Linked DNA regions of Mus musculus: all the other regions are linked to region 2. Evidence: chromatin contacts called from public HiChIP or PLAC-seq and promoter capture Hi-C data. All regions are on one chromosome and are shown on one strand. The core of a region is the stretch at or near the end of the contact, and the rest is flanking DNA. Distances in the headings are between cores, read along the strand shown. Region 1 has its middle 54 kb from the start of Nfkb1. Region 2 holds the start of Ddit4l (DNA-damage-inducible transcript 4-like). Region 3 has its middle 70 kb from the start of Gm31243. Region 4 holds the start of Slc39a8 (solute carrier family 39 (metal ion transporter), member 8). Region 5 holds the start of Nfkb1 (nuclear factor of kappa light polypeptide gene enhancer in B cells 1, p105). Region 6 has its middle 87 kb from the start of Gm31243. Region 7 overlaps Slc39a8 (solute carrier family 39 (metal ion transporter), member 8).

Evidence for each region. Promoter capture Hi-C pulls out the DNA fragments that hold promoters and counts their contacts. HiChIP or PLAC-seq counts read pairs in DNA pulled down with a chosen protein or histone mark.
Region 1: a promoter capture Hi-C map of the C10 cell line shows a contact between it and region 2, with 6 times the contacts expected there. The contact joins the enhancer-like site here to the promoter of Ddit4l in region 2. A contact is called at or near these places in 5 of 39 promoter capture datasets (the C10 cell line, embryonic stem cells, hippocampal neurons and 2 more) and 2 of 115 datasets of contacts at active chromatin or transcription factors (astrocytes and epiblast stem cells).
Region 3: a promoter capture Hi-C map of hippocampal neurons shows a contact between it and region 2, with 5 times the contacts expected there. The contact joins the enhancer-like site here to the promoter of Ddit4l in region 2. A contact is called at or near these places in 6 of 39 promoter capture datasets (cranial neural crest, hippocampal neurons, liver and 3 more) and 2 of 9 other capture datasets (adipose tissue and embryonic stem cells).
Region 4: a contact with region 2 is called in a promoter capture Hi-C map of the SN4741 cell line, with 5 times the contacts expected there. The contact joins the promoter of Slc39a8 here to the promoter of Ddit4l in region 2. A contact is called at or near these places in 10 of 39 promoter capture datasets (the 3T3-L1 cell line, the HPC-7 cell line, the SN4741 cell line and 7 more), 4 of 115 datasets of contacts at active chromatin or transcription factors (embryonic forebrain, embryonic stem cells, large pre-B cells and 1 more) and 2 of 9 other capture datasets (adipose tissue and liver).
Region 5: a contact with region 2 is called in an H3K27ac HiChIP or PLAC-seq map of embryonic stem cells, with 6 times the contacts expected there. The contact joins the promoter of Nfkb1 here to the promoter of Ddit4l in region 2. A contact is called at or near these places in 2 of 39 promoter capture datasets (frontonasal cranial neural crest and hippocampal neurons) and 3 of 115 datasets of contacts at active chromatin or transcription factors (astrocytes and embryonic stem cells).
Region 6: a contact with region 2 is called in a promoter capture Hi-C map of hippocampal neurons, with 5 times the contacts expected there. The contact joins the enhancer-like site here to the promoter of Ddit4l in region 2. A contact is called at or near these places in 9 of 39 promoter capture datasets (the 3T3-L1 cell line, cranial neural crest, frontonasal cranial neural crest and 5 more), 1 of 115 datasets of contacts at active chromatin or transcription factors (astrocytes) and 1 of 9 other capture datasets (liver).
Region 7: a promoter capture Hi-C map of hippocampal neurons shows a contact between it and region 2, with 12 times the contacts expected there. The contact joins the enhancer-like site here to the promoter of Ddit4l in region 2. A contact is called at or near these places in 9 of 39 promoter capture datasets (cranial neural crest, embryonic stem cells, frontonasal cranial neural crest and 6 more), 2 of 484 Hi-C or Micro-C datasets (cortical neurons and nephron progenitors), 4 of 115 datasets of contacts at active chromatin or transcription factors (astrocytes, embryonic forebrain, embryonic stem cells and 1 more) and 2 of 9 other capture datasets (embryonic stem cells and liver).

The regions. Positions count from the first base shown.
Region 1 is chr3:135,744,175-135,747,233 of GRCm38.p6, reverse strand. No RefSeq gene overlaps it. Among named protein-coding and RNA genes, the nearest start is that of Nfkb1, 54 kb to the right of the region's middle. Within about 2 kb of position 1,638, at least 3 of the 459 cell types and tissues checked have an H3K27ac peak or open chromatin away from gene starts, as enhancers often do.
Region 2 is chr3:137,622,327-137,625,715 of GRCm38.p6, reverse strand. It overlaps Ddit4l (DNA-damage-inducible transcript 4-like), which reads right to left and starts at 2,044. Exons shown (of 3, transcript NM_030143.4): 1 at 1,833-2,044; 2 at 1,443-1,584. The coding sequence starts at 1,533.
Region 3 is chr3:135,970,436-135,973,854 of GRCm38.p6, reverse strand. It overlaps the pseudogene Gm16500. Among named protein-coding and RNA genes, the nearest start is that of Gm31243, 70 kb to the right of the region's middle. Within about 2 kb of position 1,289, at least 20 of the 459 cell types and tissues checked have an H3K27ac peak or open chromatin away from gene starts, as enhancers often do. A contact at or near this core is called in hippocampal neurons, where this site is marked.
Region 4 is chr3:135,823,898-135,826,923 of GRCm38.p6, reverse strand. It overlaps Slc39a8 (solute carrier family 39 (metal ion transporter), member 8), which reads right to left and starts at 1,267. Exons shown (of 9, transcript NM_001135149.1): 1 at 1,124-1,267; 2 at 234-684. The coding sequence starts at 452.
Region 5 is chr3:135,690,187-135,693,328 of GRCm38.p6, reverse strand. It overlaps Nfkb1 (nuclear factor of kappa light polypeptide gene enhancer in B cells 1, p105), which reads left to right and starts at 1,782. Exons shown (of 25, transcript NM_008689.2): 1 at 1,782-2,206.
Region 6 is chr3:135,987,638-135,990,858 of GRCm38.p6, reverse strand. No RefSeq gene overlaps it. Among named protein-coding and RNA genes, the nearest start is that of Gm31243, 87 kb to the right of the region's middle. Within about 2 kb of position 1,363, at least 3 of the 459 cell types and tissues checked have an H3K27ac peak or open chromatin away from gene starts, as enhancers often do. A contact at or near this core is called in hippocampal neurons, where this site is marked.
Region 7 is chr3:135,886,629-135,889,698 of GRCm38.p6, reverse strand. Slc39a8 (solute carrier family 39 (metal ion transporter), member 8) reads right to left here. Exons shown (of 9, transcript NM_001135149.1): 9 at 1,127-2,894. The coding sequence ends at 2,745. Among named protein-coding and RNA genes, the nearest start is that of Gm31243, 14 kb to the left of the region's middle. Within about 2 kb of position 1,693, at least 25 of the 459 cell types and tissues checked have an H3K27ac peak or open chromatin away from gene starts, as enhancers often do. A contact at or near this core is called in cortical neurons, embryonic forebrain, hippocampal neurons and 1 more, where this site is marked.

The DNA.
Region 1 (3,059 bases), core at 389-2,888, 1.9 Mb after region 2:
GTCTGGCTGCAGAAATTTGTGTGTAAGCCCTGTTGTCTACCTCTATAGCAAAGATCATACACAAAAGACATTATTGAATCCTGATTTCACTGTTAGAAATTAATATAAAAATTTCAGGTCTTATGGAGCATGAGCAATTTGGGGCAAATGTAATAAAAAATAAGTAACAAAAAAGAAAACACACATGGAAGAACACAAATATCCTTGCTTTCCTTCCTCCATTTCTCTTTTTCCTCTTCTGCAGCCTCCACCCCTTTTTTTAATTGTGTGCTAACAAGGTTACCCAAACCAACAAAACAACTCTCTGAAGGATCAATGGCCCAAACCTACATGGATAGAGACTGCCTTATGGTTTATTCTGCAGGAATGACAATGACATTAGTAATAACAAATGTCACAGTAATCAACCCACTCTAAGCACCCATAACTTGTTGGACCCCCTACAACACTGGTCTTTCAGACTGTGTGCAACAGATTATGTGATTCCCAACTCCTAAACATAAAAAGGCTTTTCAAGTTGAAGTTCGAGTGGTAGGCGTCTACAGAGTCAAGACTGAACCCTTGCTCATCTAACTAAAGTTCACTGAGGAGAAGTATATAGAAGAAGAAGAAGAAGAAGAAGAAGAAGAAGAAGAAGAAGAAGAAGAAGAAGAAGAAGAAGAAGAAGAAGAAGAAGAAGAAGAAGAAGGTGGCTTTGTGTCCTAGTAGATGTGGGGATGGGTAATTCTAAATTAGAAAAATACATGTTAACCATTACCTGTAAGATGTGAGAAAATTATCTAAACTCTTTTGACATCCATCTCAGCCTTGGTGGCTGTATGTAGAAAAACTTCCCATATCTTGTAGCAGAGAATTATGATAAGGAAAAATGATAGGGCAGTAGAGGTGATACCTAGTCTAATCCTTAAAGGTGAGCTGATACCAGGCAGGTGAGTGAAAGGACATCTCAGAGACAGCACCTGCAAGTTTTATAGAACTTGCTGCATGTTGTATTTGACTCTCGGTTATTTTTAAAGTGAGAAAAATGGGGCTATCCCCATTACCCCCATTGTAATAACAGAAATATTGGAAATTGAGGGTCAGGCAGCCTGAGTCAACATCTGGAGATTCTCATGGCCTTGACACAATTGAGTAACGGGCATCGTGGAACATTCTAGAACATACAATTTTGAAGGCACCAAGTTTTCAATTTTATCATAACCTTTACTCTTTATAATATTATCCATTTTAAGTTTACTCAGTTAAAAATGCTCTCTCCAAACGTACGTGAGTTTGAGTGGGACACATCCTGTCAGCATAGGGCAGGTGCAATCACCCCATGAAAGTGACCTTTCACCTATGTCTCATTCCCTACTTTTTTTTTTTACTTAATGAGGGTTGCTTGTCAGATGGGCTGAATTCTTAGGTGTGTGAGAACAAGGCTAAGGAAGCAAAAGCTTTTTTAAAACATAGCGTTGTTTTAAAATAGCAAAAGCATTTTAAATACGTGTTGCCCTGTATTCTGCACAGATTGAGAGGAGGCTCTCTGAGAGCCATCACATTTATTTGTTACCACATCAGTCATCTAAGCAAGCCACCAGAAACAGGACACTTGAGATGGATTCAGCTATTTGAGAAATTTTTCTGAAGAGTCTAGAAGTATGTGTCAGAGAAATGGCAACCCTCGGGGCAGGTGGAGCTGAAATACTGAGTCGAGATCAGCATAGGTTGAGAGTGAAGGAAGCTCACAGAGCAGACTGTTGTGAAACTGATACAGAGCTAAAAGGCCATGTTTTATAACAGAAAATAAGTAAGGAGTATGGAAAGGGTGCCCAACCAAAACTTATCAGAGCCAGGCGGTGGTGGTGACGCCTTTAATCCCAGCACCTGGGAGGCAGAGGCAGGTGGATCTCTGAGAGTTTGAGGCTACCTTGGTCTACAGAGCTACAAATTGAGTTCCAGAAACAGCCAGAGCTACACACAAAAAAACCCTGTCTCAAAAATAATGAATGAATAAATAAAACTTACTAGGCATTACCGTGCATCAAGCATTAGTGTATTACAAGTTTTGTGTTCACCCTGTTTTCATAAGCACTTTATTACTATATCCCCTTTGCTTTGGATGATTACAAGGGTGGGCGGCTTACAGAACCATGCCATTCATTGGTGGAAATCCAGAGCTACGACTCAACCTCATGACTTTGGACTGTACGGTCGAGTGCAAGCGCAACGACACTTGGATATTTCTGTTTCAGAGCCTTGCCTTTGGCGTTAAGAGCTACTTGGCTCTCTCTCCATCACCTACACACCATCAGTTATCACCTGGGAAGAACATATCCTTCCCAGATCCCTAAGCTGAACCTTACCTCTCATACTACTATGTTTGGAAACTGGGGGTTTGAAGTGGTCATCAAAATTCAATCTCCAATAGCATGGGGCCCTATTTTAATAAGATTTCTGATTGTTCTGTTTTCATGGATACTTTATTACTATATTCCCTTTCCTGTGGTGTCCTTGTAAGAGAGTGACAATGGCCATAACCACACAGTAGGGCTGCCATAAGAAGTGATCCGGCCATCTACAAGCCAGGGAAAGAAGCCTAGCCACATGTCATAGACATCCAACCTCCAAACACTGAGGAAATACATATTAATTGTTTGTCATTCTGTTTCTACTATTTTGTTAGGGCAGAGAAGGGACAAAAGTTAGCCTGAAAGCACGTCACTCAATCATCTGTGGACCGTGACTTGAAGAAAATCAAAGGAAAACCAAAACAGAGTTCTTGGTCTTAGGCCTCCACAGATTCTTGTTTTGTTTTGTTTTGTTGGGTTTTGTTATGTTTTGTTTGTCAGAGTTACACCGTAACTTTGTAAAGCAAATAGTGGAACAAACTTGGCAGAAGCCCATTCATTCATTAACAGGACTCTTTGGAAACCAACTCCAGTGAGCTGGATAAGAAGAATTCAGCACCTAACTGGACAAAATGTACATGGAAATGGGTAAATGTGGACTCCTAATAAAACCTTAGTAGCTAAACCATGGGGCTGGAGCCAGGCTAAGCTGTTTTGAATTCATGCTCT
Region 2 (3,389 bases), core at 795-3,294:
TTCTCTCCCCGTAGTCTTGAGGATTATGTGGCAAAAATCTGTCCAAGGTCATCCAAGATTACTAGTGATCTCCTTTCCCCCTTGCTCTCTCTGTAGGGTTTTCCAAGTTTATTTTAGTTTTTTTTCACAAGTCCATGCAGAACATCTGGAATAAAAATCATCACTATTGCTTAACAAAGGGACCGTTGGCGTGCAGAATGGTTTCAAACGCTGTAAAGTGAGCCTGTCCCAATGCTAATGATCTACCAGCCTTAGTTTTCGTTAGAAGTCCTTACTAGGATGGCCTGGAGGTCCAGTGTTGGCTTTGACCTGTTTGATTCAAGTTTGCTCGCAGAGGAGAGAGGACTTTTGAGGTTCCTGAGTTTATTTATAACCGGGCTGGGTCAGTTTTTCTTAGCTGAGCAAAACAAAACAGTCCCAGGAAAACAAAGTTAGGTTTACTCAGAGGAAAAAAGATAGCTCTGCATTTGGTCACCTACCTTCCAAATTAATCCTACTACTTGGCCGGGTGCCATGCCACACTGCGGCCACGAGCCTTCCTCTCCTCTCCTGGTTTTCTATGTCATTAGCTCACTTAGAGGGCACTGCTTGTTTTTTGTTTTTTGTTTTATTTTTTAAATTCCAACAAATAGATTCCAAATCATATCTGTATTTTTATCCACATTGAAGACAGACAAATTTAGAATTATAATATTATCTTATAGATGAAGAAAATCTAAAGAGCTTAAGCCACTTAATATATGCTCACACCACTCTTCCATAGTTGAATAGTCTGTCAGATTAGAAATTGACGTTTCAAGTTGCAAATGATGATTCCTGTAGAACCAGGGCTGTTCAAGTTTTCTTCTGACATTAATGCACAGTGGGTGCATTTCATAATAGAATCTTACTTAGCAACGAAAAGGAACTCACTGATGAGGTAAGTGTATAACTCTACAACATCACACGGTGGGAAAGCAAACCGAACTGAGAAGAGCATATACACTTATTATTTAACATTCTAAAAGCAAAACTAACGTGGTAACAAAATGCCGAAGGATGGTCTTCTGGAGACGGGAAAGAGAAGGATTAGGTGGCAAACAGAAAAGGGAGAATTTGGGGGGGGGGGGGGAGGGGGGACGGACGTGGTGGTGCTAGCTACACAAGTAAGCGCATGTCTTTAAACACACCCAGCCTGTACACTTAATGTTCCAACCATGAGATAGGGAACTTCATCCCCAAGAGCCTCTTAGCAGACTGGAACAACGCATTATTCCCCTTACGTTTGTTTTTGGTGGGCAGACAATGCAAAGGAAGTTTAGAAAGAGATCTCAGATGGGTTTCATAGTCCTCTGTGTCTCTAGGAGGAGATGAAGTCTCGCGCACTCAGGCAGGGACGCTTACACTAGAGAGGGGCCCCGCAACCTTCGGATAGGAAAGAGGTGGACAGCCCAGAGACTCACCACTTAGCAGACTCCCAGGGTGATAGCCACCGTCCAACAACTCTGAAATGCTGGCCGGGTTCTTACTGCTCAAACTGCCCGTTGCAACCATGGTCAACGGCTCTGTTTCCCTCGCGGAGCAGAACGGATCTTTCCCTAGGCGCTGGGAGGAAAAAGTGAGAAGTTTGCAAAAGCACGCAAGAAGTGCACAGGCTCCTCAGAGTCCCGGCATCGCCAGGGCGAACTAGCCCGGGCACTGCCCTTCCAAAGGGAGGGACCAGCCTTAGCAACTCAAGTTGACAAAGCCCTAGGAGCGGAGGCGCCAACTAAAGCCAACAGGCTGGAAGTAGCTGGAAAGTCAGCACAACTGGGAAGCGACCCTGCCCTATCCCGCCTCCTCGGGTCGCTCACCTGCCGGATTTCACCAGACGCTGAAGGGTAAACCGAGGCAGGCGCCCCTCAGTAGTCCGAAGCTTGGACAGTGGTCCCCTGCACAGTCCTGCAGCAAGCCGAAGGCTGCGGGCCACCGCGCCCACCAGCACAGGCTGCACCCGGCCGCTCCGCCTCCCGAATGGAGAGCGCTTTATAGGTCCCGCCTCTCCTCCTGGCCGGCACGCCCACCTGCGCCACTCGCTCGGGCCCGTGCCCCGGCCCGCCCCTGCAGGGTCAGGTCACCTTTCAGTTCCTTCCCAGGCAGGGGCCCAGGCAAGCCCCTGGGAGTTGGTGATCAGCCTCGCCTTGGGCGGACACCTGCTGCTTCCTGAGTTGGCCACTGGTCACCCTGAGTTGGCCACTGGTCACCCTCCTAAAGAGCATCTCCCTTCGGCCACTAACCTAGATTCTTTGGCGTGAGCCCCTGCCCACAGCTTGCCTGCTTCCAGGCTCAGACTGCTCAGGTTTTGGCTATGGAACTTTTCAAGCAGCTAGAAGCTCCAGGTCCTGTTAGGCATGACCCAAAACTTTGCTGTGTCATTCTGAATAAGTATTTGGCTTAGTTGACACTGTGCTCTGTGAGCATCCTTTATGCCCATGTTCTGACTCTAACCCATCAGCTCCAGTCCGCACCCAGTCTCCCCGCAGGTGGTCGGGATGTGGTAAGGGCTCTCTAGCTTCAGCTGCACTCAGGAATCAATGGGGCATCTTTGGGGATACTACATCTGTGACTAAACCGTTTTTCTCCGCGGCCAGGGCGAGCCTGGCCCTGTTCTAAGACCTGGCTTCGAAAGGCACAGAACTTGAATTGAAGAGGGCCAGTGCCAAGAAACTAAACAAAACCACTAACAGGATCTCAGTTGCCTGCTCCAGCCGCAGGATAGTTAGGAGCAATTGCCATTCCCAGAAGCAAAAGTTCCCGGTGGGCTTGTTTGGGAAGAAGTTTAAGCTTTAGTGGTCTTTAAAAAGCTTGTGGGGCATGAGAATAAAGAGTTGTCCTGCTAGGATAAGCTCTGCGACTCTTTCCGGGGAGTCTTGAGCAAGAGGGAACAGAGGGTCTGGGACACCACTAAAAGCACGATGCCAAACGTTTTCTTCTAACTTTACTAAGCCACCCTTCCTGCTGCCCTGCGCCAGTGGCACAGGGTTTGCAATGGGTGGGCGTTCCCAGCGAGGTTGCTGAGGTTGCTGAGATGGTTGAGGTGGATCAGAAAAGGAAGAGACCGAGATACTTGGGGTGAGGGTGAACCTCATTCAAGGCCAGGTTCCAGCACCACTCCCGCACACTTTGGGTCCCCACGTGCAAGGAAGGACCTGCAGGTTAGGGCCTTGAGAAGTAGGATCCGCTGTCCAGGCTAAAAAAACTCTCAGAAGGAAAAACAACAACAAAAGTGGTAAAGAGAGTGTGATAAACAGATCAGTGGGAGGACACTTGCAGGCAGAGCAACAGAAACTAAAGCCAGCTTGAAGGTCCATTTTTAACTCTCCCGAAGCAGCTGCACTGCTCAAGGTCAGGCAGGCTCAGGCACGGGATGC
Region 3 (3,419 bases), core at 40-2,539, 1.7 Mb after region 2:
GACATCCTTCTTTTGGCTAGCCTGTCCCTTGTACATTTGTAATGGCCTATTGGGTTGTTTTAAATATGGGGTGTGGGTGTTTGTGTGTGTGTGTGTGTGTGTGTGTGTGTGTGTGTGTGTGTGTGTCACAGTATAGTTGTAGAGATCAGAGAACAACTTGCCAGAGAAGGTTCTCACCTTCCACTGTATAGGGTCTGAAGCTCAAATTTAATTCCTTAGCAAGTGCCTTTCTCCATCTAATCAGTCCCAGAGAAAAAGTCTTAAGCCTCTTTTCTAGGGACCATAGATACAGCTGTTTTTAGCATGATACTATGATACTTGTGAGGTCCCACTTGATAGCACCAGGCCTTATCATGTGACTATGTTCATTATATTTTTTCTCTTTCCTATTTCACAATTGTGTTGCCCTCCCCCCTTTTTTGGCAATTTGACACAAATTAGAGTTATCAGAGAAGAACAAGCCTCAGCTGAGGAAATACTTCCATAAGATGGAGCTATAAAACCTTCTTTCAGTTAGTCATCAGTGGGGGAGGGCCCAGCCCTTCATGCATGATGTTATCGCTGGCCCGGCAGTCCTGAGTTCTATAAGAAAGCAGGCTGAACAAAATAGGGGGAAGCAAGCCAGGAAGCAGCACCCCTGTAGGATGCTACTGGGCTTGAGTTCCAGTTCGGATTTCCTTCAGTGGTGAGCAGCAGTGTAGAAGATATGGAAGTGTAAGCCAAACCAAAAGAAAAGAAAAAAGGAGGAAAACAAACAAACAAACAAACAAACAACCATTGACTCCACAACTTGCTTTTTAGTCATGGTGTTTTGTTAGTAACCCTAACTAAGAAAACTATCTCTATGTCTTGATTGGTGAATGATCAAAATAATAGATTCTATAAAAGCAAATTAGGGTGCTGTATAGTCGCTACAAAGCTTCAAAAAATAACCCTTGGGATAGGAGGTAGAAAAGCTCCTACAATCTTCTGAAGAGCCTTGCCTACAAGCTCCATCTCAAAGTGGAGACTATGAAGGTGTGTGGGAGGATGGAACTGCAACACCCAGGTTTTGGGGTGATGGCTCTGGCCAAGACACATGACACGGATCAGGGAACAGAATCAGTCAGGAAGCCTTCACAGTTGTCTAAGTCAACGTGCAAGGGGCTTTTGCACAGTGAGGCTGTGGGCGTGTTCAGGCAAGGGTGAAATAAGCTGAGGTAGTTGGAGAGCTGGGAAGGGTGGGGGGATAGCCATACTCTGTTCTCCCTCCACCCACCACCCTCCAGACCAGAGCCGGGAGGGAGTACCATGGGGAGAAAGAACAGTACAATCTGACAAATGAAGGTGTGGGTGGCCCTGGAACAGCCCACTGAGACACAGAAATTGTTATTCTCCCTCTGTAGCTGTCATTTCTTTCCCCATCCTACTCACTGTATTTGGGTTTTTGTTTTTCCTTTCAACAACTACATATATTTCTGTAACAGCTAGGGAGCACTGGCATTAAGTGTCTTACAAAGTCTCTGGTGTTAAGTGAGCTTCCCATGTAAGTAGACACCATGAAGATGTCAGGCCCTCTTCTGCTGGTCTTGGGTAATTCCATCTCCTCCCTTTAATTTTCCTGGCTATTTTACATATGGTTTCTTTTCATTTTTCTATACGATTGACAACATTTGTTCCCTCTCGTTATATTTTCTGTTCTGCGGAGCCATTCTTTGTAGCAGGCTTATAAACTTTAACTCCCACTGTAACTCAGACTGAAAAGAAAATGAGCGTTCTTCCTGCACTTTCCCTGGCCCTCTGTGTTAGTCTCAACTACACTAGTTAACGGAAGAAACAAATGAACGAAATTCAATTAACACTTAGTCTCCTTAATCTCCTCCAATAGTTCCAACTTCATCGGGGGAAATATTCTCTCAGAAAAGATAAACTACTGCTTCTGGCAGCCCTCTCCCTGCCTGTTCCTCTGTAAATGACACATTACACTGTGTGGTGGAGTGGAGGCTATGGTTTGTGATGCTTTTAAGAAGATGTGATGTGTTCTGCTTGCCCAGATCTCCATGGCAACCTGAGGCTCCTGGGTATCTCTTCCCTGCTGTGAGGATGCATAACTTCACTTCGTGTCCATGAGACTTAGGGTTTTTGTATAGTCTGTCTTGCCATACCAAGTTCAGGTTAGTATAACCTTGACTTGCCACCGTGCCACTGACCAGGTTTTCTTCATAGTCGTCAGAGCTTCCTTTCTGGGCTGGGGTCAGGTGGGCTTCCATTCCCCAGCTGCGAAGCCTCAGTGTAGCATCTCACCTTCAGCTTTGGAGGCAGCTCAGGAAGCTGATTCCATATGGTCTGTCTCTTTTTGACACAGGATAGAAAGATAGGGAAATTAAGGATACTTTGGAAGGGAAAGGAACCCTCACTCCTGAGTCTGCTTAAGTGTCTGGTAGGGATCTTGTGGGAGTCAAGGAATCCTGCGCAGTTACCAAAATTTGAAGTGAAGGTTTCCCGTGTAGAGATAATATTCCTTTTATGTAGAGATAGTTTCAGATAAAGAATGTTAAGATAGCAATGAATCATGCTTAAGCCCAGCCATGTATAATATTAAGTATGGTCTTACCCTTATACCAGATTCCTTCTAGGAGATCTCATTTAAAAAAAAAAAAAAAGACTATTAACTTTACAGAAAAGCAGCCTTACTTTTTATACAACCCTTGTGATCAGCTGTGATCTAATCCAGTGAGTGCACCTTAGAAGCCACCTGATGATCTCAAAACCATGACAGTCCTTTAAGATACAACTTCGGAGCCTACCAAAAGTGGATAGTTGGCTCTTAAAAGACAATCTGTCTCCCCTTCCCTTTCCTGGGCTACAGTCTTCTTATCACTATGATTAAATCTACATTAAAATAACTTTCTACTAAACTCTATCTCTGCCTCTTACTGGCTAAACCTTAAATTCTTTCCTGTGGTAAAGTCATGAGTTCCAACTCTCTGAGAAGAACCCTTCAAACTGCTGCAGAATAGGAGTCTGCAATGCTATCTCTAGCCCACACTCCACTGCCAGGAACATTCTGACCATACTGGGGTAACTACTATGATGGTCAAGCCTACTGTTAGTAACAGTGATGTTCACTGCTATTTCATCATTCTGAACAGGTCTCAAGCAGAGAAGCTGCCAGCCCTTGCCCACCCATGTTATATCCATAACCTTTCTCCTTTAGAGCTACTAGAGACAAAAAAAAAATCCAAAACAAAACAAAACAAAACCCAGTCAGCCCTGCTGCCTATTAGGTATGATCTTTGATGAGTTTCTGAGTGTCTCTTTTGTACCAGTTTTCCCCAAATGCAAAATGGAAATGAGGCATAAATTTGCCTCATGGGTCCACAGAGGATGAAAAGAGTTGGCACACATACATAGTTAAATGTTCTTATATAGAGAGAGAA
Region 4 (3,026 bases), core at 18-2,517, 1.8 Mb after region 2:
AACTACTTCGTAGACCTATCCGTTTTTCTATAGATCAACAAGTCCTCTGGTAGCTCAACTTCTCATTTTGGCTTGCCAGATCTCTAACTCAAGTCCCTTAATGCCCGGTGAACCAACCGGTGAGGATCAAATGACCGCTTCAAACTTGAAAAACTTCACGAAATCCTTTCTCTGGTGCTACTGCTCTGGGGATGGGAATCTGAGAAAACTGCAGAGAACGGGGCCACCCTTACCTGGTTGAAGTGCAGCTGGCCCAGGTCCAGCGCTCCCTGCTGGGATGCAGCCCCCAGACGCTCCAGCAGGCGCCCCAGCTGCGCGGCCGACAGGCTCCGGTTGGCGCCGAACACGCTCAGCACATCCTCACTGAAGGCGAGCTCCGGTCCCTCCGAGGGGTGTCCCAGGCTGGTGGCCGCCAGCAGCAGCAGCCCGGCCACTGCCCGGCCCGGAGCCATCGTGGAGCGCGCAGCTCCGGAGCTAGCTGATGCAGGGACCCGCGCCGGTGCCCCGGTGTCAGTGCCGTTAGGGTGGGGGTGGGAGGGTGCGCCGGTCCCGCGTCACTGCCTGGCCCAGTTAGCGAGACACTCCGTGCCCCCGCTCTGCAGTCTCAGACCTTCGGGGCATTGAAGAGGTAGAACAGCCAGAAGGGCGATAGGCAGTGTGGCCTCTCGGAGCCTCCTGCGGAGCCTGAGATAAAAGGAACAAAGGGGGACAGAGATAAAGGGCACTGGGTCAGCAGTCTGCGGGCCCCAGAGCTCTGAGTGGCCAGAGTCTCGAACTCCGAGCCGGGCGTGGGGCCAGCTGCCCGGAGCCTGGTTTGCTGAAGCCCCAGGATTTGCTTACAGTGTGGTGACTCTCGCTTGTCCCGGATATAAAGCCCCAACCGCGCCACACTTCGGGGAACTAAATCCTCTGACTGTGCAACCCCAACTCCTCTTCCTGTCTTGAGGCTTTTTTTTCCCGCCGCAGAAACGTGGAAGGGTCGGGACTGAAGCTCCCACCCCCCAAAAATCTGCAGAGAAACACTCCCTCGGGGTCCCCAGGTTCCCGCGTCTACGCTGGACCCTCTCTGCACAACTGGCTGTGAGCTTGGCAAGTTGAAACGGAGAAGTTGCTAGCCTCTCACCTCTACTGTCTATGTCAGCCCCTGAGGTTCAAATATATTCAAAATACTTCTCTCTCTCTCTCTCTCTCTCTCTCTCTCTCTCTCTCTCTCTCTCTCTCTCTCTCTCTCTGTCTGTCTTTCTCTCTCCTTTCTCTAAGAAACTCTGAGATCAGGCCCTGCACCCTTTAGAGATAAGAAGGGGAGGGAGAGTGTTGTCCCCGCCCCTGAAGCACGTGGTGTCACACTCCCCCAGGCTGATCTCCCAAGTGCGTCCACGCCGGGGCGCTTACCTCTCTGTCTGCCATCCCAGCCGCTGTGGTGCCTACTCCCTGGAGCCCACCTCCACGGTGGGATCCCTAGCCCCCTTCCTGGTGTCCCGGCCCACTTTTTTGGTGACCTCCATGAAATCAGCTTCCTGCAACGGTGTCTAGAGCCCCTTGCATTGTCTCAAAAATGAACAGGAATTGGTTTTTTGCCTCACTTCTTAAAAATCAGAGGAGAAAGAGGAAACCAAATCAGTCGCAAGTTGGTGGGCTAGCTGAGCCAGCAGGGGCCTCGCGGGCCCTTCCTGACGCCGCTCGGGATATCCGCAGATCACAAGGAATGTTTATTTGCTCAGACGAAGGTTCAAGAAAAGCTGAGTTGGGTGTCAGGTCAACAAGTTTGTGTAAAGTGAATGTGGTGTTTGGGGACAAAGGTTGTGTCCGGTGGATGAAACGATCTAGAAATAAAGAAATAAAGTGAAACCCGCTCGGCTGTCAGAAAAAGAATTCAAAGTGCTGTTCATGCCTTTCAGGATGGGTGTGTGTGTGTGTTTTACCCTCCTAAAAACAGCAAGTTTAAAAACAGGCAGACAGCTAACAGAAAAACAAGGTAGAAGGAAAAAGAAACTATTACTCATAAGAAATTTGGCGCTCTCCCTCTCTCTTTCTCTCTCTCTCTCTCTCTCTCTCTCTCTCTCTCTCTCTCTCTCTCTCTCTCTCTCCCCCCCCCCGTGTGTGTGTGTGTGTGTGTGTGTGTGTGTGTGTGTGTGTGTGTGTGTGGCAGGAGGGGGGGCGGGGGCGGGGGTGCTGGATTCTAGGAAGATGGGGGCCTAGGCAAGAACAACAGAAGGACTTTCCTGTGATAGAGGTGGGGATATGTTCCGTCTCACACCAGAGGCATTAGGCAGCTGTACAGGGCAGCTGCCAGGAGGAAGTTTTCTGCATAAGTGTGCCAAGCCTTAATGTGGAGAATAATTTCTTCATGACTGGAAGCAATTCAGATCAACAGATCCCAGGTGAGAAGCACTCACCTGTACATGACAAAAAGCCCTGCCTTGAAAGGCAGTGAACTAAATGATCCTGAGGCTGGACTCTTTCCAATTAAAAAAAAAAAAAAATCTGTCCGATGTTGGTATTAATTTACAGAACGGTACTGATGCTCAAAGGGCAAACCTCTCACAAAAGGGCCAAATGTAAGTTGATAGCACAAAGGAGCTCTTGCATCTACCCAGCTGATAAGTTTCTGATTAAAAAAAAAAAGTCTCTTCAACTTTTTAGTGGAGTTTTAAGTGTAGTATATTGTCTATTTCTCCCTTTTTGCTTTAGTGACAAACGAGCAAGTGGCTTCTGAGCACGAGTGGATCCTTTAAAAGGCTGGACTCCTTATCTGGCATTAAAGCCCTGGGAGGCCTTTGGTCCTGTGGAGGCCTGATGCCCCTGTGTAGGGGGATGCTAGGGAGGTGAGACAGGAGTGGGTTGGTGGGTGGGTGACCGAGGGGAGGGAGGGTGGGATTGGGGTTTGCAGAGGGGAATCTGGGAGAGGAGACAAATTTTGAAATGTAAATAAATAAAATAACCAATAAAAAAAGAAAGCTAGAAGGAAAAAAAAAAAGGCTGGCCTCCATCCAAAGGGTGGTCTCTTCTTTTCAGGATATCCACAG
Region 5 (3,142 bases), core at 533-3,032, 1.9 Mb after region 2:
AGATGAGAGGAAGCACAGGGAAGGGGTTGACACGATAATGAAGCACGACTGAAATGCTGCAGCCAAGCCTAAGAGGGCAGGCATTGCCGCAGCCACCAGAGGCAGGGGCCAGGCAAAGGATTTCTGTGGAGTGTGGCCTTGGCAACCACATCTGAATGTCAGACCTCTTGCAGCAAGGACTGTGAAGGAACAAATCCCTGACATTGGTTTCTGTTGCCACAGACATAGGAGCCTAGTCTACCTGCTTCCCACACAGGCTTCTGTTTTAGGTATATCCCATGGGATCATTTGGAGCTTGAAGTTTAACTAGATACTTCTTGCTGATGAACAGTCTTCAACTTGTGTTCTAGTAGTATATCCCATTGCCTCTACCTTTGTAACAGTCTTATTTATGTGCCTTTGACAATGGGACTGCCCCACCTTGCAGACTGTAGAGTTTTCCCCATCCCACCTAGTCCTCAGAGGAAAGACAAACACTTTATACTTTGTTGTTTCACCAGAGCTTTCAGGCTTTGTATTTATATCATCAGGGAAAAGAATCATTTTATATACTATATAGCAATGTGCTAAATAGTAACAAGGACACAGTTCTTGCCCTCTCCCCCTCCCCCTCCCTCTGTCCCCCCCACCCCCACTCTCTCTCACAGAGGTCTGTGTTTGTCACTTTCTGTCACTCAGCGCTTGGCTTTGTTAGTTATCCAATGAGTTCCAGGTCCAACTGTCCGCTGAGGTTACAGATACCCCCACCTGCAGGAATGCTAAAGATCCCAACGACCACTCTGTTGAGTCATTTCCCAGGCCCGTAGGTTACAATTTCTAATGTCCCATAAATAATAACAACCATCGTTGTCTTCCATCTATAGGAAGCCTCTGAACTCTAGATGGCAAAACGGTCTCTACAATTTAATGATATAGCTTTAAGGTTGATTACAGGGCTCTTTAAGGTCACTTAAAGACTCTCTAATATACAGTGTGGGGGGGGGCACCTGTGTTTCCCTCAACAACATCCCACTGAGAGGGTTTTTTATAACTTCATAAGTGGAACGCTGAGCGGAGGGTTAAGTACCAAAATAAAACTGCATGCTCACTACCTGATTGATCCCTGGCCTTTCAAAGTTGTATTTCCACTTGAACTCAGTAGTGAGACCCCCGAACTCTAAAATAGGTTTAAGTCAAAACTCACTTGGGAGCTACCTAGCCCCAGGCTGTCATTCCTGGCCCATGGAGGCACTTTGCCCAAAGAATAAAGACGCTCAAATGCTCGCAAACGGTCATCAGTGGGAGGCCTCTCCAGAAAAATAACCTCCCTTGAGCCGGATAAGGATTTATGAGCTGTGAACCAACACTGCGGGTCTCACTGTCGCTCTAATTCCATCCACAGCGATGATCACACAGGCCGGACAATGCGCTGTGGCTGAAATAATCGAGCGGATTGAAGACTTCATCCAGACCCAATATAAATTCATGGTTCTCTGGAGAGAACCTCAGCTACGATCTCGAAATTCCTGTCCGCTCTATGGAGCGATCTGAGTGTAGCCGAGACCCCCAGAGGAGGGAACAAGCAGATGAGATTGACTTTTGTGCCCAGCGCGTGGGGACCAGGCCGGTCTCCCGTGGCCTCCAGCTGTCCGGGCCTGCCCTTGGGCTGCGGGCGCCTCCCGGGGGCGTCGCGGCCGCCGCGGGGCTTGGGGTTCGGGGCGCCGGGTCGGGGCGCGCGGGCTTCCCCCACCCCCGGAGGCGACCCCACCTCCCGCCCCCGCTGTGCGCGCGCGCGTGGGTCCGTCCGTCTGTCTGCTCTCTCTCGACGTCAGTGGGAATTTCCAGCCAGGAAGTGAGAGAGTGAGCGAGAGAGGACGAGAGAGAAGTACCGAGGCGAGCCGGGCAGGAAGAGGAGGTTTCGCCACCCGAGCAGCCCGGCTGCGCGCTGACGGCTTCCCGTGCCCTGCGCGCCCCCGGCCTGCCGCCGCCGCCGCCGCCGCCGCCGCCCTCGGCCTGCTCGCGGGCCGGCTCTAGCAGCGCAGGCCGGAGCTCAGGGCCCCGCCGCGCCCGGCCCGCCCCGCGCTTCTCCGCCCGCGCCGCAGCCATGGCGCGCCGCTGAGCCGCCCGCCCGCCCGCCCGCGCCCCGACCCGGCTCGGGCTCCCGCCGGTCCGCGCCGCTCCGCAGCGGGAGCCCGCAGGCGAGGAGAGGCCGCGCCGCATCTCCAGGGTAAGCCCCGGGGCAGGTAGAGGAACGGAGCCGCCAGCTCTCCGCACCACGGTGCAGCGGGTCCCACTGGCTCGAAGCTCCCGGGGTTCGGGGGGGGACTAGGGGAGAGCCCCAAGCAGGAGTCGCGGATCGAGCGGCCCCGGCTGCGGGGAAAGGGCACATCCGCACTGGGCGGCCCCGAGGCCTTGCGGGCCGGCTGGCGGGGCCCTCGGCGTCTCCGCGGGCGGGAACGGGAAGCGGAGAGGAACTCTTGCAAAGTTTTAGAAAGATGTACCCAAGCCCCTGCGGCGGGGTTGGGGTGGGGTGGTGGCGGCCAGGCTGAGGTCCGCCACCGGCCTAGGACAGATAGAAAGGTGCTTGGTGCAGTGCACAGCCAGATTTCACCAAAGGGCGGTCAGTGAAATGAAAGCAGAAGTGCCTGTCAGTCCTCCTGGCTGGCAAAGCCCTTCCCAGCTCCTAAGAATCAGTCCCTCGGGAGAACCTGGGGCCCACTTACCAATCTGAGATAGACACCCCCCCCTCCCCATACACACACATATCATGCATTCAGCTGCCAAATCTCAACTTTGATTTTCAAAATAATAAGGAGGGCCTCACACCGATTCTCCAGGGCTGGCATTTGAGAGAGAAATTACCTACTAATAGCACCTTTCAGACTTTTGATTACGGGGAAACTCTAGGATAATGGCACCATGTTTTGTGCCTGACCTCCAAAACAGAAAACGATACAAACATGACGCCTCTGCTACATGTAGGCTTCCTTCGGTCTTCTGAGACAGACACCAATCTTGGCTCTGTTTATGGGTCGAGTCTAAAACTTAAGTGGGACAAATGATAAAAAGATTTCATCATCTAGATTTAATCTGTTTTGTTTTTTTAATGAACTTTTAAAAGTAAAGGCCAACACTGCAGCTTTCTAAGTAAGCATATTTAACT
Region 6 (3,221 bases), core at 114-2,613, 1.6 Mb after region 2:
TGAGACAGATTTGATACTCAAAACCCCAGCCAATAAAATAAGGCTCAGTGCCATAAGGTGAGGATGGAGGCCATTGAGAAGGTATCGTTCAGAGCTCTGAGGTCCATCCCAAGGATAACCTGCACAAAGGGCATGGGAAGAACACCCTAAAACAGAGAAGCCAAAACAGACATCCACAGGGCAGAACCCCCTTTGTTCTACTGCAAAGGTGAAGCTCCTAAGACTTACTGCTGTCATAAATTTCCCAAACATTTTCAAAACCCAATAAACAGGAGCTGGCTCTGCTGTGGTGCTGCACTGTCTGGTGCACTGCAGGAAGCCGGCAAAGGAATTCAAGCACTACTCTCCAACAGTGAGATGCCTTAACTGAAAACTTGGAAACTAAGCAAAGGATAGGCATACACAGAAATACGCAGCTGTGCGTATCTTGTAATGACACTGTGGGATGATGCCATCAGGGGAAAGCATGCAGAAGTAAGACAGCATCCTTTCACTGCAGAAACTTAACTACTTAGTGTTTAATGCCTGGTATCTACTAGTCACTAACCACCCTTACTGGTGTTTGCATTACACAACAGTGAATGCATTAGGCAAATGCAATTTAGAAACAAAGCTTGCCCATACTCACAAGTCAAGTGGTGGGACAGGAAAATATAAGCAACTCTTTCCGACTGTAAGGTCATTATTATTCTTTCCATAATTCAATGTAATCTAAATCAACACACGTGTCATTTGAACATGGGTCAGTTGTGTATATCTTACACATCTGTTTCCTCAGTTTTCCATGGTATCAATATCTGATTATAACCAAGCAACTTCAGGTTCCCAGTGGTCAGAATCAGTTAGCTACTCTCAGAAAGAAGGAATACAGTGGGCTCAGATGTGAGGAGACCATGAAGAAAATTACTCCAGTGATGTTGTGCTGACCAAAAGACAGCACAGGAAAGCAGTGCGGGGAATAGTTTGGAAAACATAGAGAGATGCTAGGGCAGTGAGGTGGGAGTAGGTGGGTGAGTGAGGGAGCACCTTCATAGAGGCAGGGGAGGGAAGGTGGCTTCCAGAGGGAAAAATGGGAAGGGGACAACATTTAAAATATTGAATAAAATAACCAAATATGTACGTACATACATACATACATACATACATACGTACGTACGTACATACAACTTGGAACCACAGAGTCTTACAGTCCCTCTAGAATCAGGACATTATGTGAACTTAGAGATGAAGCTTTGTTCCTTTCCTTCATCTCCTACGCTAACTTATCAATGCCTCTGCACTAATAGGAATTAATAAGTACAGTACTAATAGACCCAATATTCTATGCAAATGTCCTCACTGATTATGAAATACCAGTGCTTTGGAACTGATCCCATAACACTCTCAGGCTCAGTCTGTTGTCTTTTAAAACTGGGGAACGTGTCCTTATTTACTCTGAGAAATGATAATAGTTTCAATATCTCCATGAAAATTCTAACCAGAGAGCATGGCTGTTCTACTCCTCCATATGTGTGTATATTTGGATGCACATAAAGAAACTGCCATGCTAATTCCATTCTGCACTTTCAATAATACTGCTTACAATTTATTAAGAGTGAGGACCTGCCAGCCTACAGGAACATAAGCATGCATAGTTAAGGTAATAGTCACAGGCCATTGAGAAAGAGTTTCTTCCTCTGCATTTTTATGAAGCTTAAATACTTACTTTGATGGTGATTAATGTTGCCTCTGTAATTAAGTAAAAACTAAGTATTTAGTCCCTTGTCTCGCCACTTACCAAGCCACACTTGACTTACCACCAGCTTTGCATGAACATGTTGACAAATTATCTTTTAAACTAAGATTGCACATTCATAGGGCACTTAAGTATATTTTTGCTTTAATATTTATTACCTCTTATGAATTATATGTTGATGAAATTGTATTGATCTTGTTAGAACTACCTCATGCAGAGATGACTAGCTATTAAAAGGATAAAAAAATTTTCACTGTGACAAGTAATAAAATAGAAACATCTAAATTAGGTATGTAGAACATGTTTTTTTGGTGATGATGGTGTTGATTTGGTGGGAGGGTGCTTTTTAATTTTAAGTACTAGTAATTAAGTCCAGGGCCTCACACATGGTAACAAGCACTCTGCCACAGGATTTAATATGTCTTTTAACAGATCACCAAATGTAGCTTCCCACTCTGAATATCTAGTTTCAATGCTATCTAAATAAGCACAATGATGCTTACCTGCTTGGTGGACTAGTATAAAAATTAAGCAAAAAGGGAAAGAACACCTTATGTTTGAGAGACAATAACCATGGCCACTGAACTAAATGTGTAGCTGTCCTGAAGACCAAAGAGGACCCCTGTGCAAATGGAATATGATAAGCAAAGAGCTCAGGGGGTTGCTCATGGGAGACTCTCACTACATACTCCCAATCTCTTCCCTAGAGGATTTTCCTAAGTAGTTCCAAAACTCAGTAAGAAAAGATAAAAGTGTCTGCCATCTGAGAGTTGGCTGGGTTAGCCTGGTAGGTTCTAGGAACATAAATAAAATTGTCCTAAAATGGAAGATAATTTATTTGGGAATGAAAAGAATAATTGATAAGGAAGTTTTAAAAGTAGTGCAAAGTCGGGTAGTGGTGGTGTGTGCCTTTAACTCCAGCACTGGAAGGCAGAGGCAGGCAGATCTCTGTGGGTTTGAGGCAAGCCTGCTCTACAGAGCAGGTTCCAGGACAGCCAGGGCTACACAAAAGGACTCTGTCTCAGACAAAACAAACAAACAAACAAACAAACAAACAAAACAAACATACCTCAAATTCTATTGAGATAAGAAACTAAGATCCTTTAATCCCAGCAAAACTGGGTTTAAAAAAAAGAACATAAGATACTTAAAATTATCAAGAAAAGTGGGGACTCAGATGATGGGCTGAGATGAAATGCAGTCAAATTTACTGCTCAAGGAAGAAAATATAACTCCAAAAGAGAGGGAAGCATACTTTACACAAACTGTAGGTTACAGGCTCAAAGCAGTGCAGATCAAGCACTTGTTCTCTATCCAGATCTGTTGCTTCCAACCTTCTATAGAATCAGTGTTTATCTCCCAGTCATATGTTGACCTAGTCTTCCATTTGTTTGGACCCAGGACCTGTAGAAGGTGGGTGAGTCAGATAGATACAAAGCACAGCCTTCTGAACCAAATACGGGTGGCCATGGCCCAGGAACACAGA
Region 7 (3,070 bases), core at 444-2,943, 1.7 Mb after region 2:
CTTTACCCATAAGTGGACTTAGGCATCTATTATCTCTTCCACATGAATTTGCAGTTCCAGCCACAATGGGAGCCACACCCTAGTACCATGGCTCTATCAGCTGGCTACCCATCAGCACCTCTAGTGGAAGCTCACCCACTTTGTGAGCTTCAGTTTCCTAAGGTGCTTTGTGACACAGCATTACCATGGTAACAGGATCTTCTACAGTACCCAATAAGTGCCAGGAATTAATACATATTCTTTAAAGTTTAGCAATGAGTAATATACAGTATTTTTTATTTATTCTGGTAGCATCTCTAAAATCTAATGATTATGCTGTCTTAATAAAATGGTGGTTGTAGGTTCTCCTCCAATATCCACTACTCAGTGGCTAGCTAAGTTTGCCATAGTAGGCATGATTTCCATCTTGCTGAGTAAACAAGTCTAACTAGAGAGCTGCTACCAAAGTGAGCCAAACAAGCCAGGAAAAGAGAAAGTAAGCGATGTCCCTCCACGTGTTTTGTTTGAGTTCCTACCTGAGTACCAGTTCTAACTTCCCTCAGTGATGGTTTGTAATCTTCAAAATGAAATAAATCCTTTTTTCTTCAAAAAACTAAGATTATATGGCAAATGCTCCATAGGAAGTATGTTGGCAGGATTATGCTCACTTGAAGAAAGTTAATCAGGATAAAGTAAATGCCATCCCGACTTTCCTTCTGCCTCCAACAAACAATTGCCTCTTGTCTTTAAGTCATCGTCACCCAAAGTCCTTCATTCTCCATGGTAAAGGGAAAGGATGGAGAGCCAGACCCACAAAAAGCAGGCCAAAGAGTCAATCTGCATGTACACTGAGAATCACTAAACTATCTTTTCAAAATATTCTTCCATAAGTCATTTCATTAAAAATACATACAATCTGTACTTTTTAATGTTTTATATATATATGAATGTACTATAGCTGTCTTTAGACACACCAGAAGAAGACATCAGATCCTATTACAGATGAATGTGAGCCACCATGTAGTTACTGGGAATTGAACTCAGGACCTCTGGAAGAGCAGTCTGTGCTCTTAACCACTGAGCCATATCTCCAGCCCACAGCATATACTTTTAAAAAGCAAGGATTGTTAAGCACTGAAACGAAAGGTTATACTAATATAGATTGTGTTTATTGAAATGAAAAATTAGTCTTTGTAGGATTTTTTTGCTAGATATTTTTAAAATAATACAACATCAGTTCTCTACTTGCCTCTCTTCTCATAACACCAGCCACATGATGTCACTCAAAATAAAGACATATTAAGAGAAAAATAACTGACACGGTACATGGTTTCAAAAGCTTTTACTGTTTGGTCAAATAATATTTTTTAATTGTCAGTCATAAAGTGAGAATACACATAAACATATATGTTAAAGTTTATCAAATCTGCACTGTTATTACATGAAAATGTGTTTGGGCTTATAGGAAAACATAATTCCTGAGATAACTTGGCTTCTATTACTAATTCTCATCACTGTCAAATCATCTTTTTTTTAAGTTACTTGGGAGTGTGAATTGAAATTAGGATGTTCAATTCAGACTGATCGTCTACAACGTGCTCAAACACTCAGTGAGCTGTGTGTTTTACGAAAGGTAGAAAGAGTATGCTGAGGTTTTCCATCCAACGGTATACCATATGGGAACAAAGCACACTGCACATAAAAGAAGCCGTCTCTGCTGACTGTCAATCACCCCTAATGAGCACATGCCTCCTCCACCATCAGTCTCTGACACAGCCCAGCCCAGCTGTGATTTTTGCATTTATTGAAATTCCCCCTGCTAAATAATTATGCTCATCTTTTAAAAAGTAAATTGCTCACAATTACATTCAATTTCTCTCTCCCACCCAACATATTCTCCACCATGACAAAGCAATCCCAGAGCATGGCAAGACTGAGTTCTAACCAGTCTCGCATACTCCTCAGGCATTTCTGTTGGCTGGAACCACAGCATAAATCATAGCAAAGCAATTCTGGTCTTCTGCAGGGTGTGTTCAAGCTTATAACTCAGGGACCAAGCCCTGAGCCCAAGCCTTGCTGGGCTAGCAAGCCTTTCATCCTTTCCTAATTCATGTTACTTTGTATTAGCTTTCAAAACAATCCTACAGGTCGCCAACTGAGACATAAAGCTGAACAAACGCTGTGCGCTATCTTTCTGGGGTTCGTTAAGGCACTGGGATCGGTCCTGCATGCACTGGAGCTGTCTGTCTTGATTTTCTTCCTCATTTGATGCACCTGCCTTTAAAAGCAGTCAAACACATTAATTGGAAGAAAACCACTCTGAAAACGCTTGAGGTTTTTGTTGTTGTTGTTGTTGTTGTTGTTGTTGTTGTTGTTTACCCAAGCAAGTTCTGAAACCTTACATGACCCAGATTGTGTTTTTCTCTGGATCTGTATGTCTGCTTGTGAATGCACGTGTTTGCTTCATGATAATTTTCTAATATGCATAAAATATTGAAAACCAGGTATTTACCAAAGGCCCCATACACCAGCCTTTGCAGTCTGAAACCGAAAACCTTTTAAGGAAAAATTTTAACAACAAATTTCACCTATTCTACATATCTGAAACCAGTCATTAGATTCCTTAGCCTTTAGTTGAAAATAATAAAAAAAAAATCTCTTTTAACTAAATAGGATATACTTTTAAAAAAACAAAAATCCCTATGGAGATGTTTCTGTGTTGTTATTAAATGCCTTCCCGCGTTGACGTTATACTCCACTTCCGGCTACTGCAATTCGATGTCTCCTGCGTACAAGGTGATGAGCAGGATGGCAGTGAAGCCGGTTAACATCCCTGCATTCTGGATCATGAAGAAGGTGAAATCCGTTTGTCTTCCAGTTACTTTTTCTCTCAGCATGTCGTTCATCTCTGGAAACTAGAAGACACATTATTAAATGGCTGTCGCCATCTTGTGGTGAATCCTGAAATGCTCGTCTGGGGTTTCTGCACAGGAGCTGAGCATTTCTTTCATTTGGGACTGGATCGTACCAATCAATGTTTTGCTTCAGGTATTGAGGAATCCTAGTATTCTGCGGCATCCACGGTAAAACT